2 separate regions of the Zea mays genome follow, and region 1 is linked to region 2. The links are chromatin contacts, called in public Hi-C maps. All regions are on one chromosome and are shown on one strand. Each heading gives the region's core, a stretch centred on a gene start, on an enhancer-like site or on the middle of the called end of the contact. The rest is flanking DNA. Distances are from core to core; before and after follow the strand shown. Region 1 holds the start of LOC100280305. Region 2 holds the start of LOC103647769 (ethylene-responsive transcription factor ERN1).

Region 1 (7,566 bases), core at 1,516-4,015, 150 kb after region 2:
ATGATATAGGTCCCTTTCTCTTTACGGGAGCAGGATGGACTTGCAGAATACCTAGTGTATTCACCCAGATTTATTTATGTTTTTCAGCAGCCGAAGACTTTTTTTCTCCTATGCTTGATTGAGAGGGCTGTGTCTGCACCCAGTTCTGTCTGTGGCTTGGGCTAGTGTATCTTCTACTGCGTTTTGTATTCTGGCTCTCTCGAGCTTGTACCCCGGTATTGTAATAACATTTATTCGAACTCTGTACTATTTGAAGTAAGGAATGTGGTTACTAGCCTTCTCGGACTAGTAATTGTATCACATTTGAGTCCTAAAGGATCGGGACGCTTCAAAGCATATGCATCAAACAAGAGTAAGATATGAGGGTCAGCATGATGCAACACTTCATTATTCTTTTGAGGTTTTACTCACAAGGAATATAATTACATTTCCAAAATAATAAACCCTTCCAAATGAGAGAAAGGAAAAGAAAAGGTAAACAAGGAAGAAGAGGAAAGAGTAGTAACATCTAAATTGGTGAGTAGTAGCAAATAAATTTTATACCCCAAATTCAGTTTGTTACAAACCTACCCCCTTAAAAGAATCTCGCCCACAAGATTCAAGGTTGGCCAGCAAATAGTTTAGGGTACTTGGCTTTCAGACCATCCTCTCGCTCCCATGTTGCTTCTTCCTGAGAATGATGGCCCCATCTGACTTTGCACATTCTGATGGTGTTCCTTCGAGTGACTCTGTCTACTGTCTCCAGAATCTGAGTAGGCTTCTCTATGTATGTCAAGCCCTCCTGGATTTCGAGGTCCTCTGTTGGTAATTGCTCCTTCGGCACTCGTAGACATTTCTTCAACCGAGATACATGGAACACATCATGCACAACTGACAGACTTTCTGGTAGGCTGAGCTAGTAAGCCACTTCTCCACGTCTTGCCTGAATATGGTACGGTCCGATATATCGAGGTGCTAACTTTCCCTTGACTCTGAACTTTCTGAATCACCTGGTCGGTGACACCTTCAGGTAAACATAATCTCCCACTTCAAAACTTAGCTTTCTTCTTCTAGTGTCGGCATAGCTTCACTGCCTTGACTATGCTATCCTCAGATTCTCCCGGACCATTCTGATATTCTCCTCGGTTCGAACAAAATGTTTGCACCGAACACCTACCTCTCTCCTGGTTGGTCCCAATGCAACAGAGTTTGACAATTCCTCCCATAGAGTGCCTGGAACAGGGACATCTTTAAACTTGCCCGATGACTGTTGTTGTAGGATAACTCTGCATGAGGTAATCTCTTATCCCAATCTGACTTGTCCTGTAACGCATAGGCCCTCAACATATCTTATAGGATCTGATTAGTTCTTTCAGTCTGACCGTCTGTCTACGGATGATAAGCTGAACTGAAATTCAAATGTGTGCCCAAAGCTTCATATAGCTGCTACCAAAAGTGAGAGCTGAATTGCATTCCTCAATCCGATACTATCTTCTTCGGTACTCCATGTAAACAGACAATTCTAGACATGCATAACTCTGCCAACGCTGCACTGCTGTAGTTGGTCTTGACTGGTATGAAATGGGCCGCCTTTGTTAAGCGGTCCACCACTACCTAGATGGAGACATAGTCGGCTCGAGTGTGAGGCAAGCCAACTATAAAGTCCATCTCGATCTCATCCCACTTCCATTGAGGAATTTGTAGTGGTTGCAACAAACCGGCTGATTTTTTATGTTCCGCCTTAATTCTCTAACAATTGTCACATATGGCGACATACTCTGCGATCTCCCTTTTCATACCGTACCACCAGAATCTCTTCTTTAAGTCTTGGTACATCTTCTCACTTTCAGGGTGTATAGAATAAGCTGTTTCATGGGCTTCCTTGAGGATTAGCTCCCGAATCGACTTGATATCGGGAACACATAACCGATCTTTAAACCATACCACGCCTTCTGCATCCTCTCGAAAGTCTTTGCCTCTCCCTTCTGAGATTAGCTGTCGGATCTTATTGATCTTCTCGTCATCTTTCTGCCATTCTTTGATGTCCCTCTCTAGGGTGGGTTCCAGTTCAACTGTCACTCCCTGCGTGCTATTCAGAAACCCGAGATTCAGCTTGTCGAATCACTTGGCCAACTCATATGACATTAGCTATGCAACCATCATGTTGACTTGACTCTGTCTGCTCAGAGCATCTACAAACACATTTGTTTTGTCCGAATGATAATGTATCTCTAGTTCATAATCTTTAATCAACTCCAGCCGTCCACCAAATAGTAGAAAGACTAGTATTGTTTGTTAAAATATATACAATTAATAGTTAATTGGAAGTCTATTATTACAACAAGTGACTAAAAAATAGCATACTGATTATATATATACATTATCGCTAAGGCGATATCATAATTTTGAGCTAATAAGTTCATAAATCATATTATAATAATATCATCACATATTAAAAGTTTTTTATATATCAGATTATTTGGTCCATTCGGGTTTTAAAGGATAGAAACCGAACTCAAACCCATATCCCAAAATATAGCATATATAGAAACCGAATTTGAACCCAAAAATTCGAATAGATCATCAATTTAATCTATTCGAATTCGGTTCATGTTCGGGTTTTAAAATACCCACCCTACTAAACAGTGGCACCTAGCGGAATCTATATTTTGGGGTTGTCAAGCAGCAGCGCACTGCAGCCACAGGATAACACGCCCACGGCTCTCGTCAGTCGTCACCCGCCTTGTCTTGTTTCGCTGTCTTGTTTCGCGCTCCCCCACCCCCCTCCCAACCCCACTACGGCCTTCCCCCCATGGCTCCCCTGGCCTCCCTTCCTCTCCCGCCCAGTACTGCCGTCACCGCTCGCTTCCTCGCCGCCCCCGCCATCCGCGTGATCAGCCCATCGCGGCCCGCGCTGCCGCTCCTCTCATCCGCCTCCGCAGGCGGCTTCCCTCACGCCTCTCGCGCTCCCTGCAGTGCCGCCCGCGAGCACCGCCGCGGCACCGTGCGGGTAAGTCCCCCTGATGGCCTGATTCTGTCTCTAGCCCAATGCCGCCCTGACACCCTGCGGTCGTCTGCGGTGCTTATTCTGTTGCAGCGGGATGCAGCGCCAGAGATTTCCGATTTGTGCTGCAGCTGCAGCACTCCCGCCAATCAAACTGTATTGCTAGCGTTGTTGCTAATGTCATTGTTCCATACCAGTAAATTCAACTGTTCAATTAGAGTGTGCTGCTAGCTCTTCTAGGGAGGACACGGATAAATAATTAGCAATACCTGCTAAGAGCGTACACTAACCGTTGTCATATACATAGTTGCATACATCCTACGACTTTCTTATTCTGCAGTTGTGTTTGGAGGGGCACACGATAGTACTGCTATTTCTAAATGTGCGGTTCATATTTGCATTTCTAAAGGCTACTGCACATATTAGCGACTTTGGTGGGTGTTCAACTATTCATAGAGCCGGGATGTGAATGTATATTGCTATCTGCTTGAATTTTTTTTGCATCCTTGTAAATTCAATTGCACTCTCTTTAACAATGTTTCTAGATTAGGCACACTTGCAGAGTGTAAACATGGATGCCAATTAATTTGTTTTGTTTCTTGTATAGTGTAAATATGGATGCCCGTCAATTACATCAGTCAGCCATTTGATTACCTAGTTACCCTAATTATCATCAAAGCTCCACAAAAATGGATGCCAATCAAAGTATGGAGGATATTACCTTTGGATCGTACTGCATTACTAACAACAGTATTCATGAGAATGATGAATGCATGAGCTCGCCATTGCTATTACTCGGAGGCATCACTGTATTTACCTAACTAAGCCATGCACATCTTTTTGAATGGTATGAGTATGACAACATTGATTTTACTGGTCCTCTTGCAGGAATGCTCTCGAGCTGATGCTGCTGGAGCAGCTCCATTATCAAAGACACTGTTAGACCTCAAGGATTCCTGCTGGAGATTTTTAAGGCCACATACAATCCGAGGAACTGCTTTAGGATCCATGTGAGTTTCTAATGCTCTATTATTTAGATTTATAATGTCAGCTACGTTGTACTACCTCTGTCCACAAAATAATGCAATTCTAGGTACATTCTTGGTCAACATTTCTAAAGTTTGACACAATATATATGTAAAAATATTAATGTTTATGACATCAAATAAGTATAGTATGAAAATATATCCCATAAGTTTAATGATATTTATTTGATATTATATATGTGGGAAACCCTAACCCTAACTCAGGGTTGGGTGTTTGTATTAATAGACCAAATTAGACGGGCCTGGCACATTACACGGGGGTGAGACTGTAATTACAAGGGGCTAACCCCAAAACCCTAACGGGTACTCTAACACCTCCTGTAGTCTCAACTCTATCATGTACATATGTTGAGACTGGATCGAAAGTCGATGAATACACTCGATGGTAGCCCCTTGGTGAAGATGTCGACGAACTGTAGCGTGGTGGCGGCGTTCATAACCCGAACGTCACCGGCAACGACACGCTTGCGGACGAACTGCAGGTCGATCTCCACGTGCTTCGTGCGCTGATGCTGCACAGGATTGGTGGAGAGGTAGAACGCGATGACGTTGTCACAGTAGATGAGGGTGGTGCGCTGAAGGGGGGCTGTGGAGCTCCTGGAGTAGCTGGCGCAGCCAGGAGGCCTCTGCCACGTTGTTGGCTACGTCACGGTATTCGTCCTCTGCGCTGGAGCGGGAGACGACGGGCTACCGCTTGGCGGTCTAGGAGACGAGGTTGGCGACCAGGAATACGGCATAACCGGAAGTGGACCGGCGCGTGTCGGGACAGCCAACCCAATCAGCGTCAGTGTAGACCATGAGCTCCGACGTCGGGGAGGGTCGGAGTAGAAGGCCGTAGTCAAGGGAGCCGCAGAGGTAGCGTACAATGTACGATCCACTTGAGAGCGGTGAGATGGGGTTCCCGCGGGGTGTGCATATGTAGGCACACCTGCTGGACGATGTAGGCGATGTCGGGTCTAGAGAAGGTCAGGTACTGGAGCACACCAGTTAGGCTCCAGTAGGATGTTGTGTTCGCGACCGGGTGCCCGTCGTCCTCAGAGAGCTTCGCCTGGGTGTCGACAGGCGTGGAGCAGGGCTTGCAGTCGGACATGCCAGCACGCTCCAGGATGTCGATGGCGTATTGGCGCTGGTGGAGGAAGAGACCCTGAGGACGACACTCGACAGTGATGCCGAGGAAGCGGTGAAGAGGCCCTGGGTCCTTCATCGCAAATTCCCGCTGAAGGGCGGTGATCGTGCGTTGTAGAAGGTCGGCGATCGATGCCGTGAGCACAATGTCGTCGACGTAGAGGAGGTAGACGGTGTCGTCGTCGTGCCAGTAGATGAACAAGGACGTGTCCGACTTGGCCTCGACGAAGCCGATGGAGGCCAAGTAGGAGGCGAAGCGACTGTACCATGCCCGCGGCGCCTGTTTGAGGCCGTACAGGGAGTGGTTCAGTCGGCAGACTTGGTCCGGATGAGCGGCGTCGACGAAGCCAGTGGGCTGGCTGCAATAGTCAGTCTCCGTTAGAGCGTTGTGGTGGAAGGCATTCTTGACATCGAGCTGATGGATCACCCAGTCTCGGGAGAGGGCGAGGGAGAGGACGGCTCGAATGGTGGCGAACTTGACGACGAGGCTGAAGGTCTCGTCGTAGTCCACTCCGGGGCGCTGGGTGAAGCCTCGAAGGACCCAACGGGCCTTGTAGCGGTCGAGGGAGCCGTCCGAGGTCATCTTGTGGCTAAAGAGCCACTTTTCGGTGACCACGTCGGTGTCTGGTGGACGTGGGACCAGGTCCCAGGTGTGGTTGGCTAGCAGGGCCACGTGCTCCTCCTCCATAGCGCGATGCCAGTGTGGGTCGACGAGGGCGACGCAAACGGAGGAGGGAAACAGTGAGGCATCTAAAGGAGTGGCAGTCGTGTCGGCTGGGTCAATTGCGTAGAGAACGCCGGCGGCGTGGCGAGTCACCGTCGGGTGGACGTGCCCAGGGTCGCGGTGGATGGCGACTGGGTGGTACACGGGAGGCTCGGTGCGGGTCGACGGGTCGTCAGGAGCTGAGGGAGGGGCAGCCCGCGGCGGTGGTAGACGAGGGCGGGGTTGGCGAAGTGAGCCGCGCTCGTCGACGGTGCCGGTTCGGCGGGGGCCGATGGAGTGGCTCGCTCGCGGCGGCGGTAGACGAGAGCGGGGTCGGCGAAGCGGGCTGCGCTCATCGGCAGGACCGCACAGGGCGCGGGAGGGGTCGACGGGGCCGCGCATGGCGCGAGTAACGTCGCAAGGCGAGGCGTCTAGGCCGCACGGGGTGCGGGTAGAGGCACGGGCGGTGGCGTCTGAGCCTAGGGAGAAACAGGCGGGAGCGACCGGGGTGGAGGGGGAACCGGATCGGACGCAAAGAGAGAGTCGAGATCGGTGGGTGGGGAGGAGCCAGCAAGGGAAGCACATCTTCGTCGAAAATGACGTGACGAGAGATGAGTATGCGGTGGGTGGCGAGGTCAAGACATCGATACCCCTTGTGGTCAGGGGAGTAATTGAGGAAGAGACAACGAGTGGAGCGAGGATATAGCTTATGGAGAGCGGTGGCGGAAGTGTTGGGATAACAGGCACAACCGAACATGCGAAGGTGGTCGTAGGAGGGAGCTGTGCCATACAAGACGAAGTGGGGAGTGATATGGTTCACTGCCTTCGAGGGGAGGCAGTTGAGGAGATCTGTAGCGGTGTTCAGGGCCTTTGCCCAGTAGCTGGGAGGGAGAGACGCCTGAAAGAGAAGGCAGAGAATCATGTTGGTGGTGCGAATCATGCGTTCTGCCCGACCATTCTGGGAAGAGATGTAAGGACACGAGAGGCGCAACAGAACGCCATGGGTGAGGAAAGAAGGAGCGAGAGGCATTATTGTCGAACTTGCGGCCGTTATGACACTGAAGGGCACGAATCGGGCGACAGAACTGGGTGGAGACCCAAGCGAAGGTGAGTGAGGGTGGCGAACATGTCAGACTTTAGCCGAAGGGGAAAATTCCAAAGAAAGTGAGAAAAATCATCCAAAATCACCAAGTAGTATTTATATCCAGAAAGACTGAGTACAGGTGAAGTCCAGAGATCACAATGAACTAGATCAAAAGCCTGCTCAACTCTAGAAGAAGTAGGAAATGGGAGACGAGTATGTCGGTCTAGCTGACAAGCACGACAGAGGCTCTCAGAATGTCCCCTACTACATGAAATATCTAAACTACTGTTGAGCTTGGTCATGACGTTAGATCCTGAATGGCCGAGACGACGATGCCAAGTAGTGGAGGAGGTGGTGGAGACCAGGACAGATGGGGAGGACGCGTCAGTGGAGGAAGACCGAAGCGTGTAGAGGGGCCCCGAATTATCACAGCTGGCGAGGGGGGTCCTGGTGGCCAGATCCTTCACAGAGAAACCAAAAGGGTCAAACTTAATGGAACAAGAATTGTCGGTGGTGAACCGATGAACGTAAAGAAGGCTGTGAGTAATGTGAGGAGCTACGAGAACGTTGTTGAGATAGAACGGTCCGGGGAGAACTGAGGCACCTACTGAGGTGACCGATAGAG
Region 2 (7,074 bases), core at 3,558-6,057:
CATGGTGGAAAATCCTGTTGAGCACAGCCGCACAAAGCACATAGACATCCGGCATCACTTTTTGAGAGACCACCAGCAAAAGGGAGATATCGAAGTGTTTCATGTTAGCACCGAGAACCAGCTAGCCGATATCTTTACCAAACCTCTAGATGAGAAGACCTTTTGCAGGTTGCGTAGTGAGCTAAATGTCTTAGATTCGCGGAACTTGGATTGAATTATAGCATACATGTGTTTATGCCCTTGATCATGTTCATTCTGCATTTTGTTGCTTATTGTGGTGCTCAAGTTGTACAAGCACTCCCCGGACCTCACAAGTCCTTATGCATGTGATGCACATATTTAGGGGGAGGTGTGTTACAACTTGACCCTTTGAGACTAACCATGTGTGTGAGTCTGCTTGATTTAGTCTCGAAGGTGAATTGAAAGGGAAAAGGTGGACTTGGACCATGAAAGACTTCCACTGCACTCCGATGAGAGGGTAACTTATTCCAAGTTCATCCCATGTAATCTTATTGCCTTTGCATTCTTATTGAAGCTTTTGGTGAGGCAATGAGGTTCTTGGGCCAAGATTAATCCCGTTTTGGTGCTTGATGCCAAAGGGGGAGAAAATAAAGGCCAAAGCGATAAATGGATCAGCTACCACTTGAGAGATTTTGAAAATAGTAGAATAGAGCTTTTGGTTTGTCAAAACTCTTTTATTGTCTCTCTTGTCAAAAGTTGGCTTCTTGTGGGGAGAAATGTTGATTATGGGAAAAAGGGGAGTTTTTGAAATCTTGAATCAATTTCTCTTGGAATGACTCTCTTTATGTCTTAACATGTGTGTTTGACTTAGAGATAGAAATTTGAGTTTGATTTGCAAAAACAAACCAAGTGGTGGCAAAGTGTGATCCATATATGTCAAATTTGAATGAAAACAATTTGAGTTCTTATTTGAATTGATTTTGTACTTGTTCTACTTGCTCTATGTTGTGTTGGCATAAATCACCAAAATGGGGGAGATTGAAAGGGAAATGTGCCCTTGGGCCATTTCTAAGTGTTTTGGTGATTTAGTGTCCAACACAAGTGCCTAAGTGTAAAATGGTGGACAAAGTACAAATCAAGGATAAAGGTATGTTTCTCAGACTTAGTACATTGTTTTAGAGACTAATGTATTGTGTCTAAGTGCTGGAAACAGGAAAAATCGAATTGGAATTGTCTTGGCTCGAGTAGCCAAGACTCTGCTCAGTCTGGGAGCACCGGACTGTCCGGTGCGCCAGGCTGGCTCGAGCGAACTGGCCGCTCTCAGGAATTCACCGGCGACGTACGGCTATAATTCACCGGACTGTCCGGTGTGCACCGGACTGTCCGGTGAGCCAACGGTCAGCCGGGCCAACGGTCGGCCGCGCGATCTGCGCGGGACACGTGGCCGAGCCAACGGCTAGAAGGGGGCACCGGACTGTCCGGTGTGCACCGGACATGTCCGGTGCGCCAACGGCTCTCTGCCTGCCAACGGTCGGCTGCGCCAGTTAAGGAAAGAAATCGGGCACCGGACAGTGTCCGGTGTGCACCGGACTGTCCGGTGCGCCACGCGACAGAAGGCAGGGATTGCCTTCCCAGATTGCTCTCAACGGCTCCTAGCTGCCTTGGGGCTATAAAAGGGACCCCTAGGCGCATGGAGGAGTAACACCAAGCATTCCTAGAGCACTCTTGATCACTCACACTCCATTCCTGCACACTTGTTTGACATTCTAGTGATTTGAGATCCGTTCTAGTGTGCTAGTCTCTTGAGCTCAAGTCTGGGTCTTGTGTGTGCGTATTTGCTGTGATCTTTGTGTCTTGTGAGAGTTGCTAATCCCTCCCTTGCTCCGTGCTTCTTTGTGAACTTCAAGTGTAAGGGCGAGAGGCTCCAAGTTGTGGAGATTCCTCGCAAACGGGATTAAGAAAAGCAAAGAAAAACACCGTGGTATTCAAGTGGGTCTTTGGACCGCTTGAGAGGGGTTGAGTGCAACCCTCGTCCGTTGGGACGCCACAACGTGGAGTAGGCAAGCGTTGGTCTTGGCCGAACCACGGGATAACCACCGTGCCATCTCTGTGATTGATATCTTTGTGGTTATTGTGTTTTGTTGAGACTCCTCTCTAGCCACTTGGCGATTATTGTGCTAACACTTAATCAAGTTTTGTGGCTTAAGTTTTAAGTTTTCCAGGATCACCTATTCACCCCCCTCTAGGTGCTCTCAATTGGACCGCTGATTTGCTTCGCTGCGTATATCGGGCTGCTTCAGCCCCACTCTGATGATATGTCCCGAGTTGTGGACCAACTCTTAAAGTTGATCGTCACCTTTATAGGTCTATCTCGTTTAAGCAGATCTGGAACTATCTGATGTATAAATGTGTTTACTAGCCTCCTGGGACTAGTAATTGTATCACATTTGAGTCCCAGAGGATTGGGATGCTTCAAACACTACACTAGAAATCTCTTGGTCAAACTACTCATCTACAACCCCTCTTTATAGTACGGCTAAAATAAAATAGAAGACCTAATTCTATACCGAGTGGCCGCAACTCTTTCGACACTCGGAATATGAATATCTTCATCTTTTGATTCGTCGTTTTAGCCGTCGCTTCAAGTTCTTATCTCAGAGATTGTTTCACCGTTGTAGCACAACTTCCTGTAATGCGACCTAACTTACCATTTGCTCTGCAAAACACACGTTAGTCACATATAATATTATATTGTTATTAATCACTAAAACCAACCAGGGGCCTAGATGCTTTCATTGAGCATATTAGAACCAATAGATACTAGCGAATCTACCCACAAAAGGCCGTCCACCCAATATGTTTAGACGACACGTAGTCAACATGACTTTAAGGGAGAGCCTATGATCTTGAATCACAAGGGCTACATAATACATCCTAGTAATTTTTTGTTTCTAGGGAGCATATTGTAGTCAATGAGTGCGGTGATAATTAATCGATTATCGTCATGCATTGGTCTCACTGTGTAAACTTGTTAAAAGATGGAATCCAGAAAAGTTAAGTATAAGAAATATAGAGAACAAATGGGAGAATGCTAGAGGTGTTCTCAACAGCCAATTAACAGAACTGGGACGAGTTTATGCTTGACCACGATCCTAAACCAATGCCCCTGATCAGAGGGCCACCCCAACCATGGTTGCGCCCCTGATCACACAAACGTTATATAAAAGGGATTAAGGGACCGGTGACTTAAGCCACCGTGATTAGCCTTAGCCTTACCCTAATCCTATAGGTCTCCCCTAATCCTATAGGTCTCCAGCGTGTAGTGTTTGTGAGTGACTGGAAGAGCTGTAACCCTAATGGTGGCGGGGGCGAACGACAGTTTTATCCCACCACCATTGCAGGAAACTCAAGACGACGTCAAAGAAGATAGCTCCATTGATCCTCCACCTCCACCAAGTGGAGATCCTCTGCCTCAACAAGGAAGAGATGGCCACGGAGGAGGTGATAGTGCACAACAGGAATATCTCAGTAGATTAGAATCTACTCATCATCGAGATTTTTTCTTACACCCACAGTATCCATCACAATCATCACCAAGAAGAACATCGAAATGTGCAACGATTTGCTTTGCCATAAGGCAAGATTTGAGGCATTCTTGCACAAAAATGCATAGACTGACTACAACTACAACAATGATGATCATCTAACGTTCGGCCCCTTTGTACTGCAGAAGCACATACACGGATACACCTGACACTTGTTACTTTCACCGACAATGGCCAAGGCCACCACCCAGGAGTCGGAAGATCAGAGCAAAGAACAGGACAACAGGTGAAGCTAATCTAGTGACAAAGCGGAGACAAATCCCAGAGCGAGTCGCAGGCGGAGGCGTCGAGCACCCGGTCGAAGTACTCTTGCAGGCCGTTCATGGCGTACAGCGACGCCGAGATGCGCCGCTCCACCTTGATCCGCTCGAACTCAGCCATCTCGGCGCCCCGCGTCGCGGCGACGATCGGTTCCTCAGTGGCACCAGCAACTGGGACAACGCTGTCGACGGCCACGAAGCTGTCCAGCGCCGGGAACTGGGCGAACGCCGAGTCGAACATCCAAGAATCAAACTCCTCGGCGCCCGCGGTGGCGAACTCCGGCCGGTACACCTCGCTGGCGCCCAGTACACCGATGCCGCCGCGCTGAATGGCCATGGCATCGTCGCAGCTGACCACGCTGCTGGAGCTGGAGCTGCTGCTGCTGCTGGAGCCACCACCACAAGCACTATTCGTGCTATGACTATGACTATTGCTATTGCTTGTGGTGGGACTGGGGGCAGGAGGGCTCGACGCCTGCTGCTTGGCGGCGGCGGCCGCCGCGGAGGCCTTGGCCTTCTTGATCTTCTTGTGGTGGAGGAGCCCGCGGATGCGGACGGCGAGCGGGCAGTCGGGAGAGATGCGCGGTGCGAAGTTGGTGCGGGCGTCACTGCCGCGTAGGAGGCGGGCGGCCTCGTCGTAGGCCTTGGCCGCGGCCTCGGCGGTCTCGAAGGTGCCGAGCCACATGCGGATCTTCTGCGTGGTATCCTTGATCTCCGCCACCCACCGGCCCGACGGGCGCTGCCGGACGCCGACGAACTTGCTGTGGTTGTTGCTGCCCTTCTTCCGGCACCGTGGCTTGGACGGCTTGGCCTGCGCCGCGGCCTCCTGCTGGTAGTAGTAGTAGTAGCTGCTGCTGCTGGTGTAGCCCTCGAGCTGGAACACTGGTGGCTGCGGCTGGAAGTGGAGCTCCATGTGAGCTTTGTTGGCTTTGAGCTGCTGGTTGGAGGGGAGGAGGAAGACAGGTGTCGACGCTTGGTAGTTCTGGTGGTGATGAGCAGTTGAGCACTGGGGAGGGAGGATTTATAGTGGATTTCAGGGCATCCAGTCACTTGGCATTGGCAATGGAACCTGTAGGGTTACTGTCAGGGGCTGGTCAAATGCTGGTCTGCCTATGATCATGTCGTGGAAATGGAAGTGACTGTTTGGGGATAAGACATCTTGTTGGGATCCTTTTGTCCTTTCAGTTTGTTTTTCGGTTTCGCCATCATGCATTGTCAGTAATTTATGTTTTTGCTTATTAAGCCTGTCCTTTTTCTTTACATATTAACCAAGTTAAGTAATTTATGCTTTTGCTGAATACAATCAGCAAAGTTGAGAAATTTGTAGATATAGTGCATCACCGCTCACCAATATTTTGACTTTTCGTGTTTCCCATCATTTGGATTCTCATTATAGTACAATTATCCATGTTGAATACGAGAGGTCACTACTTAACCATACTAAAGATAACCATTCTGCTTTTGAGTCAATACAATGGAAATTCCTTTTTCAATTTAAACTTTAGAATTCATGCCTGCAGGCGGCAGGCAAACAAGTACACTAGAGGTCAGCAAGTACATGCTCCTCACTACTATGCCAAGTCAGTAGTCAGCACACCACCAGGTAAAGCTTGGAAGCACACCAGCAAGCATTGCCCTAACTGAAAAATTCCAGGACACTGATTGGACTAGTTCTTCCCTAATCTACGATTACCTCTCTAGTCAAGCCACTAACATGAGACCAGGTCTGGTTTGCTCCATAGCCCGCCACATGGCAGCATTAGGGAGAGCAAGTGACGATGTCGATTAGGATACAAAGTAGAAACGGTTGAACATCAGCTTTTCATCAACCACGCCACTTGCACTTTGTTTATCGTGTTTCTTGACGAATACTGCTATCAACCAAGTCTTTCTCCGTCACTGGATGATGTATGTTTGTCCTTCGTTAGCTCAGTTTTAATTTGGGAGCCCTTCAGTATTTTTTTTTCAGAGCATCTTTTGTACTGATACATATTCAGCCGCCCCCAAATTGTTTTTCGTAGTACTAAATGCTTACAGGTAAGCTTTCGTACTTCAAACGCATTTCAAAGAAAGTGTTATTTTGACACGATCTGACTCGGTTTCGGGTGTCATTGGGATAAGAAAAACTTTGTTGAAAAATGGATAATGTTAGTGTCTCGACATCTGGTAAAGTTACAAGAAAAACTCGAATTCGGTGAATTTTTGTTGACATGAGATTTTTTGTAATGTTCCCCTTTTTTCCTGTTGAAGTAGGGAATGGGGTCATTGATCTTTTTTGAATCATGTATTGGTGGCCAAATTGGGTAGTATAAGCTTCGGATACACAAAGAAAAACTTATCACAAATAGGTGATAGTGAGCTGCCTTTTTCCAACTTCAGATCAACACTTGAGTACTCGTTCGTGTTTTCTCTTTTGGGGGACAGGCACTTAAGGAGTTCGAGGAACAAAAAGTAAGAGTCCTAAAGCTTTGGTTTTTTTTTTACAATATACTAGGAGACAAATGTAGAGCCTGGAGAATCTTTGCTTGTGAGACTTGCAACAATTGTATAGCCGGTTAAAGATGGAGCAAGCGTGACGGCAAAAGCTTTCTTGATTTCTCCAACCTAAAGAGACGGCACTGCTAGTTTTAATGAAATATAGGTCTTTGCACCCACAATTCGATCACAGGAGGAAAAGGTCATCGTCATGGCTGACAGACACACATCACGGACGCCTTCAACCTCACCTATCAAAAAGGCGAGCTTTGTCAAATTGTGGCGCGTCATTCCACCCCCCCATAAATTAATGCCCTCCAACCTGCTGATTGAGCAAATACGGTAGGGCACCCACACTGGCCACAGTGTTTTTTATACTAGTCAAGATGACTCCAAGAGGCTATGGCTTGTGAGGTCTTGTTTCGTAGCACGGCAGATGCCCTGTTCGTCGCTGTCAAGGTGCATTTCTTTGTCGAGCTTGGTGGGCTACTTGCGCTAACACGACAAAAGACCACTTTTTTGGGGCTGCAGCAAGGTCAAGAAGATGGCATCTTGGCATCGCCATTTGGGTTGGTTTCAGATTTGTCTTCGGGTGCGGAGCCCGGAGCCGCCGTGGAGCTGGAAAAGATGGACGTATTCCCAGCCGTGTTTTGGACTTTGGGAGGTAAAAAAAAGCCTCTCGCGGCCAATTCTTGCTCAGCGACTCGCCGGTTTCAAAACCTTTTGCAGCGAAAGGCCGAGAATTACCTGAAAAGCACATTTCCTATTTGTTA

Evidence for each region. A called contact is a pair of places that touch in the nucleus more often than the background predicts.
Region 1: a Hi-C map of leaf mesophyll shows a contact between it and region 2, with 2.4 times the contacts expected there. The contact joins the promoter of LOC100280305 here to the promoter of LOC103647769 in region 2. A contact is called at or near these places in 4 of 25 Hi-C or Micro-C datasets (endosperm, leaf, leaf mesophyll and 1 more).

The regions. Positions count from the first base shown.
Region 1 is chr2:213,694,762-213,702,327 of Zm-B73-REFERENCE-NAM-5.0, forward strand. LOC100280305 reads left to right here and starts at 2,766. Exons shown (of 11, transcript NM_001153231.1): 1 at 2,766-2,989; 2 at 3,872-3,993. The coding sequence starts at 2,792.
Region 2 is chr2:213,542,336-213,549,409 of Zm-B73-REFERENCE-NAM-5.0, forward strand. LOC103647769 (ethylene-responsive transcription factor ERN1) reads right to left here and starts at 4,808. Exons shown (of 1, transcript XM_008672283.2): 1 at 3,565-4,808. The coding sequence starts at 4,739. The coding sequence ends at 3,804.